Regions from separate parts of the Triticum aestivum genome. Here region 2 is linked to region 1. A link is a contact called in public Hi-C data. All regions are on one chromosome and are shown on one strand. The core of a region is the stretch at or near the end of the contact, and the rest is flanking DNA. Distances in the headings are between cores, read along the strand shown. Region 1 holds the start of LOC123060663 (aarF domain-containing protein kinase 1). Region 2 holds the start of LOC123060666 (signaling peptide TAXIMIN 1).

Region 1 (6,113 bases), core at 1,500-3,999:
TTCAGAGTTTCGTACAGGTCCACACGCCTAAATATGGTAGATGCCTCACCAAGAAAGAAATCCTACTGGCGGACAAAAACGTGGCAGGTTCATGCACAAGCTAGAACTCTGGATGGTGGATATCTTGCCCAAATGCTATGTCTCTACTTATTTACTATTGGAACCATGAGAATTACAGTGTGATGATGTCTTTCTGGACATACTTCACCTATTTACATAAATGTTATTTCATGTGGACGACAGGGCATTACACTGAACTTCTTTTGGAAGGAAAATACACCAATTTTAGGACCTAAAATAAACTACACATTTCAAACAAACAAAAAAAAGAACAGGAAAGAGGTGCAGTGTTAACAGTAATCTAACCTTTACAGCTACTTCCTGATTATTATTCAACCGACCTCGATGAACCTGAGCAATTGATGCAGCAGCGATCGGATGTTCATCAAATTCCAGGAATCTGGTACTCACATATTAATATTTAAACATTTTTTGTAAAAGATTAAGTGACAAATAAACAGAACATGTCAGTCAAACATGAGCTAGAGCTAGTAAAACTGACGCAAGCTCTCGGTTATCATTGTAAGCCCAGGGGATATCTAGATTATACAAATACACAAGCTTATCCTCCGTATGGACGGTTCGCTAAAATCAACATCACTAGTTTGAACACGACCAAATTGGCCGACTGCACTATATAAATTCAGTGCATTTTGTAGTCATCAAATAATGCAAATGGCACGAAGATGATGCTAACAGTAAACTAATGTTAACACTAGGCAAACTCATCACTGTCTAAGCATCTAAATTATGATTGTACACAAGTTAGAAACAAGCACTTAACACAGGCTGGACAAAAGATAGTAAGTGAACTGTAGAGCTCACAGCATGGCCAGATTCAAAAGAAGCAAATCACACAGTGGCAAATACAAGCACATTCTATCCTGATTACAGAGACCCACAACAGAGTAGCCAACTAGTCATCCCATGTTACATTGAAAGGATGTGAAACCCTTTCCGCTCAAGTGCGTTTTCAGCTATGCATAATGCATATATAAGTTCTTGAGCCTGCATAATCATTCTAAATAGACGACTGAATTACAATGTGAGCAAATACAACATTTTTTCTTCTGAAATAGAACAGATTACAACGCACTTTCCAATGATCACAGCACTGATGATTAAAAAAGCATGAAATTTCAATACTTACATGTCATGTAAATCCTTGCCAAAATTTTGTTCAATCACTATTTTGATATCTTGATATTTGCATGGAGTTGCCTGAGTTATTATAAAAATGAAAATGTAAAAGTGAATATTTCTGTATATATATATGACCTTACACCAACAGCAGGGTAGGTAGAAGTTATAGCAAACCTGATCCTGCAGGCAGGAGAGAGTAGATATGTACTCCTTTGGTACTTGTCTTAGTGATGAAACAAACTGACCAGCTTTTACATAAAATCCTCTGTTCACTTTACATAGTCTAAGTAGCTTTTTTGCTGACCTCAAGTGAACCTACAACAGGCAAGGAAAATACAGTACAGCATGTAACTCTGATCTGACAAAACTCGAGTTCTAGAATACATGGTCTACTCATATAGGGCATCAGAGCATCATATTGTGCAAATTGATTTCCAAAAAATGAGTGAAAAAGGGAAGAGGTCTACACATCTAGCAAAATACTGGATGTAATTACACGTTTGCATAAGAGAACACTAAAATTATGTCATGATAGCTCATCCAAAACCAAGGGAAAATAGGCCATGACATTTGAAATGACCCATAGCCACTCATGATGTCGTCTCAAATAGGTAAGGAGTGCATCCAAATTCATTAGATGCGGGTATCTAGCACAATTAAGCGGCAACATATACTTTGCCCACAAAACCATCTTAAGTCACCCCCCTCTCCCAACCAAGAGTAACATTCATATGGCGAATTGCTAGTCCAAAGTATTATGTCGTATCAAAATGAAACGGAGTCCTGTTCTGAACAATACAACCAGAAATCTCTGGCCGGGCCGCTGTAACCTACAGTACCATCTAGCGCAAACTTGCCAATCCTGAATCACTTTCTTAGTTTCTTTTGCTAAGAACATCACAGCACGAGAACCAACAAACGAAATTGCACATGCCCTTCGCCTGTAAGGCTGTAACAAGCTTGCACGCAAGCGGCACACCACCATCCCGTGCAGAATACATACCTCGGAGAGCTTACCCCGGTAATCTGCCGACCCAGGAACCAGCCCCCGCAGCGAGTATTTGTAGTCCAGGACCACGAAGCCAATCTGAAGCAACCAGTCAATCGGCAAAAGTGAGCATGGGCAGCCACTGTCAGTTCCAGAGCAGACGTGGCATTTCGCAAACCGTGTAAATGGCGCGGGAGGAGCGGGCGACGCCGTGGAGCGTGGAGGGAGCGCCGAGGCCGTCGGTGGAAGGGGAGGCGGTGGACGTGGCCGCCAGCGCCGCGCCCGCCGCGGCCGCGAGGAGGAGCGGGGCGCGGCGGCGGCGGAGCATTTGGGCGTGCAGTAGGGGGTTATTATGGGTTTGCCCCTTTGGGCGGGTAGCTTGGATTCGAGGACGTTGGAAAAGGAGGAGACCCAGGTCAGGGGCATCCGGAGCGTTTTGGATCCAATTCCAAGCTGCTCTGGTGAGGTCAGAGCAGCTCAGAATCGGCACATCCGTGTATATACTCGGTAGAACGTGGGTCTTCAAAATTTGACGTCGTAGGTTCAAATCCCACAGAGCAAATTGATTATACGACACATTTTTCCTCGGACTTTGATCTGATGACACATCTTTCTTTTAATTTGATTAGATGGCACACCTTTGATTGAGAGCTAGATTAAAGGCAGGTGATACCCGTAGCCATCCGATTGGTGCATGGATAACCGTTCGATGCAGCTGCTGTTTCAGTCAACGCACGCCCCTATGACGGATTCTGCATCTAGTCGCTCGATTCCGCATCTCGTTGGCCGCACGCGCTTGCCGGTCGCCATGGTCACCAGTCGTCCTGGTTGCCGGTCGCCACACCCGTCGCCTGTATTTGCGGCTGACTCAACGCATGCAACAGCTGCGGTTTGCGGTTGCAGCTCCGGTGGCGACGGCCGCAGCTCGCCGGCGTGCTCGCCGGCGTGCTCGCCGTCGTCCGCTTGGTCCGATCCAGACCGTTTAGGCCTTATCTTCTTCCCCCAGCGAAAACGATTCTCCCAGCGAAGCTTTCCTTCCCACGCACATGGAAGCACAGCAAAAAGAGTGGAGGTTGTGGTTGTACGTGATCCGTCATCATCGCTGTTGTAGGAAGCACCGTCCAGCAGCTCCACCTTCCAAAAAAATGTTTGCAGCTCCACCTCCAATGACGAGCCAACGTCAGAGCAAACGTCAACGCCGGTGATAGAAAAAGACGACGATGGATGCAACAAAAATGTTGTCGCCATCGCAGCTCAGGGCGTCGTCATCACTCATGAATGGTTGCAGCAAAACTTCACGTCGATCATAGCAAAAAGGACGATGGATGCAGCAAAACTTCGTCACCGTCGCCGGGGGTCGCAGCTAAGTCATAAAAAATGGATGTAGCAAATTTGCTTGCCGGTTGTCGCACTATTGGTCGCCGGTCGTAGCACATTTGGGCATCGCTGGGCCATGGCCGGGGAGTGGTCGCTGGTTCTAGCAAAACTCGAAAAGCCGGTTATAGCAAAACTAAGCGCTGGTTCCAGCAAAACTCAAATACAGTGGTAGCAGAAATGTGTTGGTTCCAACAAAAACAGAAAAACGATGGTAACAAGAATGGATACTAGTTCCAGCAAAAAATCAACCCGGTGGTAGCCAAAAAAAATGTTGTTTCCAGCAACAACAAAAGATCCACGGCCAGGGGAGCGGCCTCCTGTCACAGGCTCACAACACCGTAGTATTGCGCGTTGCCGGCCATGGATGCAGCTCCGACCATGGAAGCAACTTCGCCGGCCCTGGATGCAGCTCCGACCATGGACGCAACTTCGTCGTCCATGCCCGTTGTAGCTCCGGGCACCACGGAGCAAATAGGAAATGCAGTTGATAGCGGGGAAATCGAGTGGAGGACACTGGCTCGGGGGTCGGCTTCGGGGGTGCTCACCAGAGAAGAAGAGGGGGGCTCGCTGGAGGAGATCGCCGGGTCAGACTTCCATGGCAGCTGGGGGAGGTTAGGAGAAAAGAAAAGGGATCCAGGAAAAGGGAAGGAGAAGGACGCAGGGGACGGGGAAAGAGATAACGTGGTGGGCCCTCCCTATTTGATTAGTTGTAACCAGCACGCATGGATGAGACCGGCCGAAGCGTTCGGCCGGCTCATTGTACTCAAGCGTTTCCCTAGATTAAATGACACAAATCATGTTTTCTCTCCTTTTCTAGGTATGGGCCCCTACATCATATTTTATAGGACGATTTCACCCCTAGCCGTCTCACCTGGCTCGATAGCTGGTTGGATCGATCGTTCCTGGAAGAGCCCAAACACGCCACGATCAGTACATGCATGCAGGCGTACATATAGGGCGTGTTTGTTTGCCGTGCGCTACAGTACTCGCATTGCATACACTTCTCCACCCAACTTGACTATGCAAATCCAGCTTCAAATGCACCATCTGCATGTTGTTTGGTTGCCTGCATGGACAGAACCACACTGCCTGGTGTTTGGTTGCCTGCATGTTGGTGGACAAACCCAAAGCATGGTGTTTGGTTGTATGCAACGCCTGATGTGTGGTAACCTCTTGGCTAGTTGGTGAGGTTACCACCACACTTCGGCAGCACACATCATAAGCACAACAGAGTATAAACAGAGCATCAACTAGCATAATTCAGATATAAGCAGTACCACACTTCATAACAATTCAACTCATAAACCATAAACATGTTCAAAGCAGACTCGATAGTACGCTGGAAAGAGGTGGCCCGGCCCTACTCCTTGGCGGCGAAGGCTTCGTCGTGCTTCCCGCACTTGTTGACGACCTCAAAGCCATCCTCGTCGAAGATGATGACCTTGAGGGTGTCGGGAGTCAGGAGCTTGAACGTCACCATGTAGCCGATCTTGATCTGATGAACGGCTTCGTAGGTGGCCCAACCCTGATCCAGGGTCACCCTGTCATTCATCAACTTGACCGTCACCTTCCAGGAGCAGTCGGTGTTGTTCCTAAGCTTGAACTCCGTCGGCACTGCGACGAAGTGCTTGGTGAAGTCCAGGGGCATGGGGATGCACTCAAGTTTCGGTGCAAGGATAACCTTGCAGAAGTGAGTTGGGCCATCCTCCTGATGATAGTGCTCGTAGTTGCGGCTCTTGTTGCTGGGGGCTCCTCCATGCCCTCGTCGTCGCCACCCTCAGGTGTCTTCGGGTCTTCCTCGGCGGTGGGCGGCAGCACAACCTCGTCTGGCATTGGGTGAAGGGGCTGCTTGCCCTTGTTGTCAAGGGTTGGGAGCACCTCTGTTCCATCTCATTACTCTCCTCGATCTGCACACAATTCATGGAGTCAAGCACAGCACGAAGTTCATGGCTAATTGAAGAGCATGTAGTTAAAACAGCATGACTGTCACTCTTCTCCTCCTCTGCACCCCCCTATATTTACTCGCCCTGCCCACCACTACTTACCCACCCCCTGTCTTCTCTCACTGTTGATACGTCTCCAATGTATCTATAATTTTTGATTATTCCATGCTATTATATCATCAACCTTGGATGTTTTATATGCATTTATATGCTATTTTATATGATTTTTTGGACTAACCTAATAACCTAGAGCCCAGTGTCGGTTTCTGTTTTTTCCTTGTTTTTGAGTTTTACAGGAAAGGAAAATCAAACGGAGTCCAATTGACCTGAAACTTCACGGAACTTATTTTTGGACTAGAAGAAGGCCATGGAGTAAAAGAGTTGGGCCAGAAGAGTTCCAGGCTGCCCACGAGGGTGGGGGCGCGCCCACCCCCTGGGCGCGCCTCCCTACCTCGTGGACAGTCTGGAGACCCCCTGACTTGTTCTCGACGCCAAAACCTCTTATATATACTAAAACCTCCAGAACATAACCTAGATCGGGAGTTCCACCGCCGCAAGCCTCTTTAGCCACCAAAAACCAATCTAGACCCGTTCTGGCACCC
Region 2 (6,299 bases), core at 706-3,205, 210 kb after region 1:
GAGACGCTTAAACCTGAAGTTGCAAGCAACCTTTCAGAGGTGAGGGACTATCTATTGTTTATCCAGTGTGTTTTGATGTATCTAACTTGTGGCGTGTACCTCACAGGTGCATGATAGGCTAGCATGTGTTGTTGAGATGGAGAGAGAGAATGCTAGTTTGAATGGCTAAGTCTCACATGACGAATACATGAGAGACTTGGTACGTACGACGCAGATATTCTAGCACACTGATACTTTTTTCTTGGTTTATTTTGATGCCAACCACCACCAAACTGCTTTCATCCCTTGTCTATATTCTACTTATTGGACCTTTCCAGTTTGACATACATGATCACATCTATTATGTCGTATTATCATTATGGAAAAGATAAGATTTTTTTTTGTTATGCTAGTATGCATCAGCTGATTCAGCTATATGTGCACTTCGAATGATTGTAGGAAAGAAAAACACCGAGTGTTCAAGTTGTTGACAGTGGGGTCCTGCCTGCCAGTCGGCTTCACAAGCCAAGGATTAGGGACGCACAAAGTTTCCTTAGCCTCAAAGTTTTTGATGGGCAAGCACCCATAATTAGGAATGCAAGTTGGGCAGGGGTACCCCCTAAGCCATCCTAGTTATTTTGCTTCACAACTAACACGAGGATTATGGACAGCAATTAGCAGGAAATGAACCACCAATTGAATGAAATGGATGGATGTATTGATTGACCCACCTGCATCACTTTGCCAGAATAGCCATCCTGATAAATTTACAGTCTAGTATATACCTGCTCAAATGTCATGAACAAAAAGGACCTGAACATTCTTTTTTCTGCATGTGTATAAGTGTATTCCACAACACGCAAGGCCTCATGTAGTTGGCTTCATTCTCAAATGGGACGCGCTTCTGGTGCCCTTTGATCAGTTAACTAAAGTAAGAAAGCATTTGCAGTAGGTAGCCCTCTATTTTTTTCGGGGTAAAAATAGAAAGCATCGGCTCAATATCATTGCAGTGGTGTAAATTGGTGAATACCATCCAATGTAAGGATGGCATGTGGGGCCTGAGGCCACATGTTAGTGTCAATCCTGGACGCTATTCTCTTGCGTGATCGAGCAATATTGCCCTTTAAAGTAAGCTTCTGGTACCAGGATGAACACAAATCCGGTTTGTTGTTTCCTTGTCACGTACACTTCTGTTTCTCCATCCAATGGGTTGATGGCACGGCACAGAGTTTAACAAATTACGTAGATTTCTGCTGCTAAACACCAATTTTCTTCTCCAGCTCAAACATGGTGATTCAGTTGCGTATTTACTACTTTCATGAATGCTTAGGCTAGCTGTAGTGGCGTTTGCCAAGTTGCTGCCCCAAGGCAAAGCGGATGCAGAAACGCCTCAGTTTTGCACAGTCCGCGCCCTGTACAGAAGTCATCAAGTCAAGTCTCTTACCGGCTGGGGGCATAATTTGCTGCTGGGAGCGAGGTGCTGTTGGCCTGAGCTGCAAGAGCTGGAGAACGATGGACAACATATGGTAACCAGTTCATGTCAGTCACAGTTCAGGGGAAAGCCAAACGTTTCACGTTATGTGATGTATCGGCGGACGTGTGTCACAGTTGACCACGATGCTATTTTTAAATCAATGAATATAAAATGTGTTGATCCGATCGGCCGATCGCTTGTCATCCTGAAAGTTGAAGCTTCACAGTTCTGAAATTCTGTCTCACTGAGCTTTCCTCTGCCATTTTGTAGTGTTCCGATGTTGTCAGCGAGCATTTTGAGTTTGTTGAGTTTCTTTCTGGAAAGGAGGTGGAATTATCGGGTTGGAATGATCTGGCCAGCGGTGTGTACCGGCTGCCGGCTGTAGGCTCCCAACGGGCACGTGGGAGCCGGTGGCGCGGCCGCCACAGGCTATCGTTCGCCGCCCACTTCCAACTCCGCCTACCGTGTCCAATGTCCCCAGACTAAACCGACCCGGTGTCGCGCCGGCACGCGTCCCCGGTCGCCGGCGGCGTCACGCATCCCCAAAAACAGAACCGCCGCACCGGTCAAACACTGACGTCGCACCAACACATCTCGTCCGGGCCGGTGCAGCTGCCCACGGGTCCTTCCGGGCAGCTTCCCGCGTCATCTCGGCCGTTCGTTTGCGTACCGACGGCCCGGGATCGCCCTTGCCGGATTTCCTCGCTGCCGCCTGCCCACCGCAGCGCATTATTGCCAGCCTTGCCGCACGCGGATAAATCAAACTCGCCGCGCCGGAAAGCGACCGCAGAGCCGGCCCGTCTCCTCTCCTCCTCGATATATGACCACCAGCACTGTGTTTCCCACGCCTAACCACTCCGACGCGTGACAGCCGCCGGCGCCGATCTGACCAGCCTCCCTCCGCCTGCCTCGCACGCGCGCCGGGGAAAGGGAAAGGGAAAGGGAGAGAGGATCAGAGGAAGATGTGCTGCTGTTGCGGCGGCGGCGACCGCGACCACGACCACGGCTGCCGGCCGCTCGGGTTCCTGCTCGGCCTGCCCTTCGCGCTCCTCGCCGTCCTCGTCTCCATCGTCGGCGCCATCATCTGGATCATCGGGTACGTTTCCTCCTCCTCCTCCTCGTTCTGCGAATTTGCCACCACCAACCTGGCTGTTGGTCTGACGTGATCCGCTGGTGCGAGCAGGCTGCCCATCTCGTGCATCTGCCCGTGCTGCCTGTGCGTGACGCTGCTGCTGGAGGCGGCGGTGGAGCTCGTCAAGGCGCCGCTGCACGTCATGACGTGGTTCACCTCCAAGATACCCTGCTGATTCCGCGGTGACCAGGGGCCGCTCGCTCGCCCCCTCGCTCATGGCTTAGTCGTCGCTGCACATGCCCGCAGATTCTTGTTGTTTTTTCCCACCTGGAAACATATATGTTCGCGGATTGATTGGTGTATATTCGTACCGTGGCTGATGATTCCTGCTCGTTTCCCCCTCTGGTTCGATCGTTTCTGTGATCCCTTCCGGATGTTTGGTGATTGTGACTTTACTTTTCGCGACTGTTAGCGACTGCATGTAGTTCTGTTTCCGTCAGTTTCTTCGGCTGTTGGTTATTCACTTATTTGTCAGCGATTGCTATGGACGATGTCTACCGTGTGCTCTTGTTGATTAGGCTTGTATACAATGCAAGTCTGTTAGGGAAGATGCTTAGAAAAATAAATCAGTATTTCTTTAAGCACGGGTGCTTATTGTAGACGCTTAATCAAGCGTCTCTCCTATGAAAATAGACCATGGTGTTTCAGAAAAATTCAGTTTATTTTTCTAAACACCTTCTTAAACACTTAGCATTGTACAAGATCTTAGGGCAACTCCACCGCCGACCTGCAAATCTCCTCAATCCGTGGATACGGATTGGGAGGCGGCCATCCAACGTTGTCTGCATGCATTTAAAGCCGGGTTTCAATTTAGCGGGTGAAATTCATGCAAACCAGCTAATATTCATCAATGTTGAGAAAGAAAATAGCACTATCATCCATACATAGCATGCAAATAAGTTTGACGTTCAACAAGTTCTTCGGCAGATCTTGTTGTCCCATACATACTGTCCCTTTAGCTTCATCCAATTTTTCGGCGGATCTTGTTGTCCCACACATACTGTCCCTTTAACTTCATCCAACGGTATGTGCACATAAATGGACGTTCCTCTGTCATGTGGTACATCATGGCAGCACGTACGGACGGGCTACACAATGTGTAGAGCAACATTGAGTGAATGAATGATTCAATCAATCAACAAGTTGAGGAAGAAGAAGCAAAACTTATGATCTGCTCCTCTGCCGCGTGCAATGGCCACCTTGCCTCTACCAGTGGCGGAGCCAGGACAGAGGCACGCCCCAGGCCACCTTCGGAGCTACAATATCTACAGTGATCAATAGTAGTAGGTATTTTATGAACAGTCAACTAAGGAATTGGCAGCTACACCCCAGGCCAAGGCCCCTGTTGCCTGTTGCTGGCTCCACCACTGCCTCTAGCTGAACAACTACGTGACAAAACTTGGTAACGATGTTGGTGCTGGAGCAGAGGGTGGACAGAGTTCTCGTAAAAGGCAAGCGGGCGCGTCGGTGCTGGTTGCAAACGTCCGGGAATGCCAGTGTGGCGGCCAAAGAGGTACAATTGCCGAGGTGGAGGTGGAGGTTGCAGATGCAAAACAAGGGGGAGAACTGACAAAGTGGAAGAAAATGAGAGCGGGAAGGCGGATTCAGTGGGCCTGGGGTGTCAGAGTCCAACGTTGGTGCTGCCGGACTCGCGCACCCCCCACTTTGTCTCCACTTTATGGGAGAAGCTGATGCACTAACGCACCCTCACAATGTTGTCATGGATGATGTGCATGTCATAAGGCACAACGTGATTTCGTGCGTGAAACGATTCATGCACTTGTTGGTAGAATGTCACTCCTCTGCTCCTGCTTACGAAATCCGTGGAAACGGCCAACCGCAAATCGCACAACAACTCATCATCCATGGTCAAGTACCCCGCCATCCTTCTTACTCTAAAAAATGACATGGCATCCGATTAGTCATGGATAAGGCATGGGTACAATTATGCGCCCATGGGTACACCCAAATCCAACGAAATGATCATATAGGTGGTTAATATGAATCATAAACCTATGCTACCGAGTCTTTGCATATAAGTTCTAAAGAACTTGACATCTATGTCATAGGCCGCCTCCATTTTATGCTCACACCCCCAACAATACCCCGCCCCCATCCTCCTCACAATCATCATTTCAACAACCATATAAACCTCTCAGAGGCACCAATATACCCATCATTGATGTATATATTAATATGCCCGATGGGTACCCATAGGGTATGGGCATGGGCATGGGCATGGATTTATGCCCGATGGGTAGGGTATGGGTATTATTTTGCCGCGGGTGGTATTTTTATGGAAATCACATTAGGAGAAGATACTAAACTCCTAGATAATATTATGGCAAATTACTCTCAATGGCATACCGAAAGATCTTCTACTAGTAAAAAAGTGCATGCTATTAAAGAAATAAGTACTTTGAGTGAAAAGATGGATGAACTTATGAAATTGATAGCTAGCAAGAGTGCTCCTATTGATACTAATGATATGCCTTTGTCTACTTTGATTAATAATAATAATGAATCTATGGATGTGAATTTTGTTGGTAGGATCAATTTTGGTAATAACACGTATAGAGGAAATTATAATCCTAGGCCGTTTCCTAGTAATTCTCTAATAATTATGACAATTCCTACAACAATTCTTAATTATAATAAGATATCTCTTGAGAATAATATTAAAGATTTTATTAACTCCCAAAAGATTTTCAATGCTGTGGTAGAAGAAAAATTGCTCAAGATTGATGATTTGGCTAGAAACGTTGACATAATTTCTTATGAGATTGATTCTTTTAAGATTAGATCTATGCCACCCAAGCTTGATATTAATGAGTCTGTGAAAGCTATCCAAATTCCTATTAATGAAAGTAGGGAGAGAACCGCTAGGATGCGTGCTAAGAGAGAATGGCTAGAAAAAGTATGTTCTTCTAGTTTTTGCGATAATCATGATGAAGATCTTAAAGTGCATGGTGTGACTCCTATTTAATCTTTGTTTTTATATAAAACTTGATAAATAAGGGACTGAAGATGAGTCAACTTTAGCTAGAAGGCATCCCAATAATTTGGAGGGTGAAGATCTTAATGAAAAAAAGATAAAAGTGGGATTAGCGAGGTCAAAACTTTAACTACTGATGGGCCCACTATTTTGGATTTTAAGGAATTTAATTATGATAATTGCTCTTTTTCTTGTGTGTATTTCCTTGTTATAATCTATGATTAATTCACCTCATGCTTGTAAACAAAATAAGACTTTTACTGAACATATTGTTGATGGTATGATAAAATCGTTTGAAGAAAAACTTGAGTTGGAAGTTTTAATCCCTAGAAAGATTTATGATGAATGGGAACCTACTATTAAGATTAAGAGTGTAATGCTTTATTTGATTTGGGTGCTAGTGTTTCCACTATTCTAAAAACTTTATGTGATGTGCTAGGTTTTCATAAACTTGATGGTTGTTCCTTAAATTTGCATTTAACGGATTCCACTATTAAGAAACCCATGTGAAGAATTAATGTTGTTCTTATTTTTGCAAATAGGAATTATGTGCCCGTAGATTTTATTGTGCTTGATATAGATTGCAATCCTACATGCCCTATTATTCTTGGTAGACCTTTCCTTAGAACGATTGGTGCAATATTCATATGAAAGAAGGAAACATTATATTTCAATTTTCATTAAGGAAGGGCACGAAACACTTTCCAAGAAAGAAAATT

What was found. A called contact is a pair of places that touch in the nucleus more often than the background predicts.
Region 2: a Hi-C map of leaf shows a contact between it and region 1, with 9 times the contacts expected there. The contact joins the promoter of LOC123060666 here to the promoter of LOC123060663 in region 1. A contact is called at or near these places in 2 of 5 Hi-C or Micro-C datasets (leaf and an unstated tissue).

Annotation. Positions count from the first base shown.
Region 1 is chr3A:130,716,458-130,722,570 of IWGSC CS RefSeq v2.1, forward strand. It overlaps LOC123060663 (aarF domain-containing protein kinase 1), which reads right to left and starts at 2,750. Exons shown (of 16, transcript XM_044483464.1): 1 at 2,370-2,750; 2 at 2,221-2,290; 3 at 1,378-1,518; 4 at 1,211-1,281; 5 at 367-460. The coding sequence starts at 2,617.
Region 2 is chr3A:130,931,278-130,937,576 of IWGSC CS RefSeq v2.1, forward strand. It overlaps LOC123060666 (signaling peptide TAXIMIN 1), which reads left to right and starts at 1,956. Exons shown (of 2, transcript XM_044483471.1): 1 at 1,956-2,549; 2 at 2,637-3,076. The coding sequence starts at 2,416. The coding sequence ends at 2,760. LOC123060665 reads left to right here. Exons shown (of 8, transcript XM_044483470.1): 6 at 1-39; 7 at 107-199; 8 at 1,260-1,636. The coding sequence ends at 169.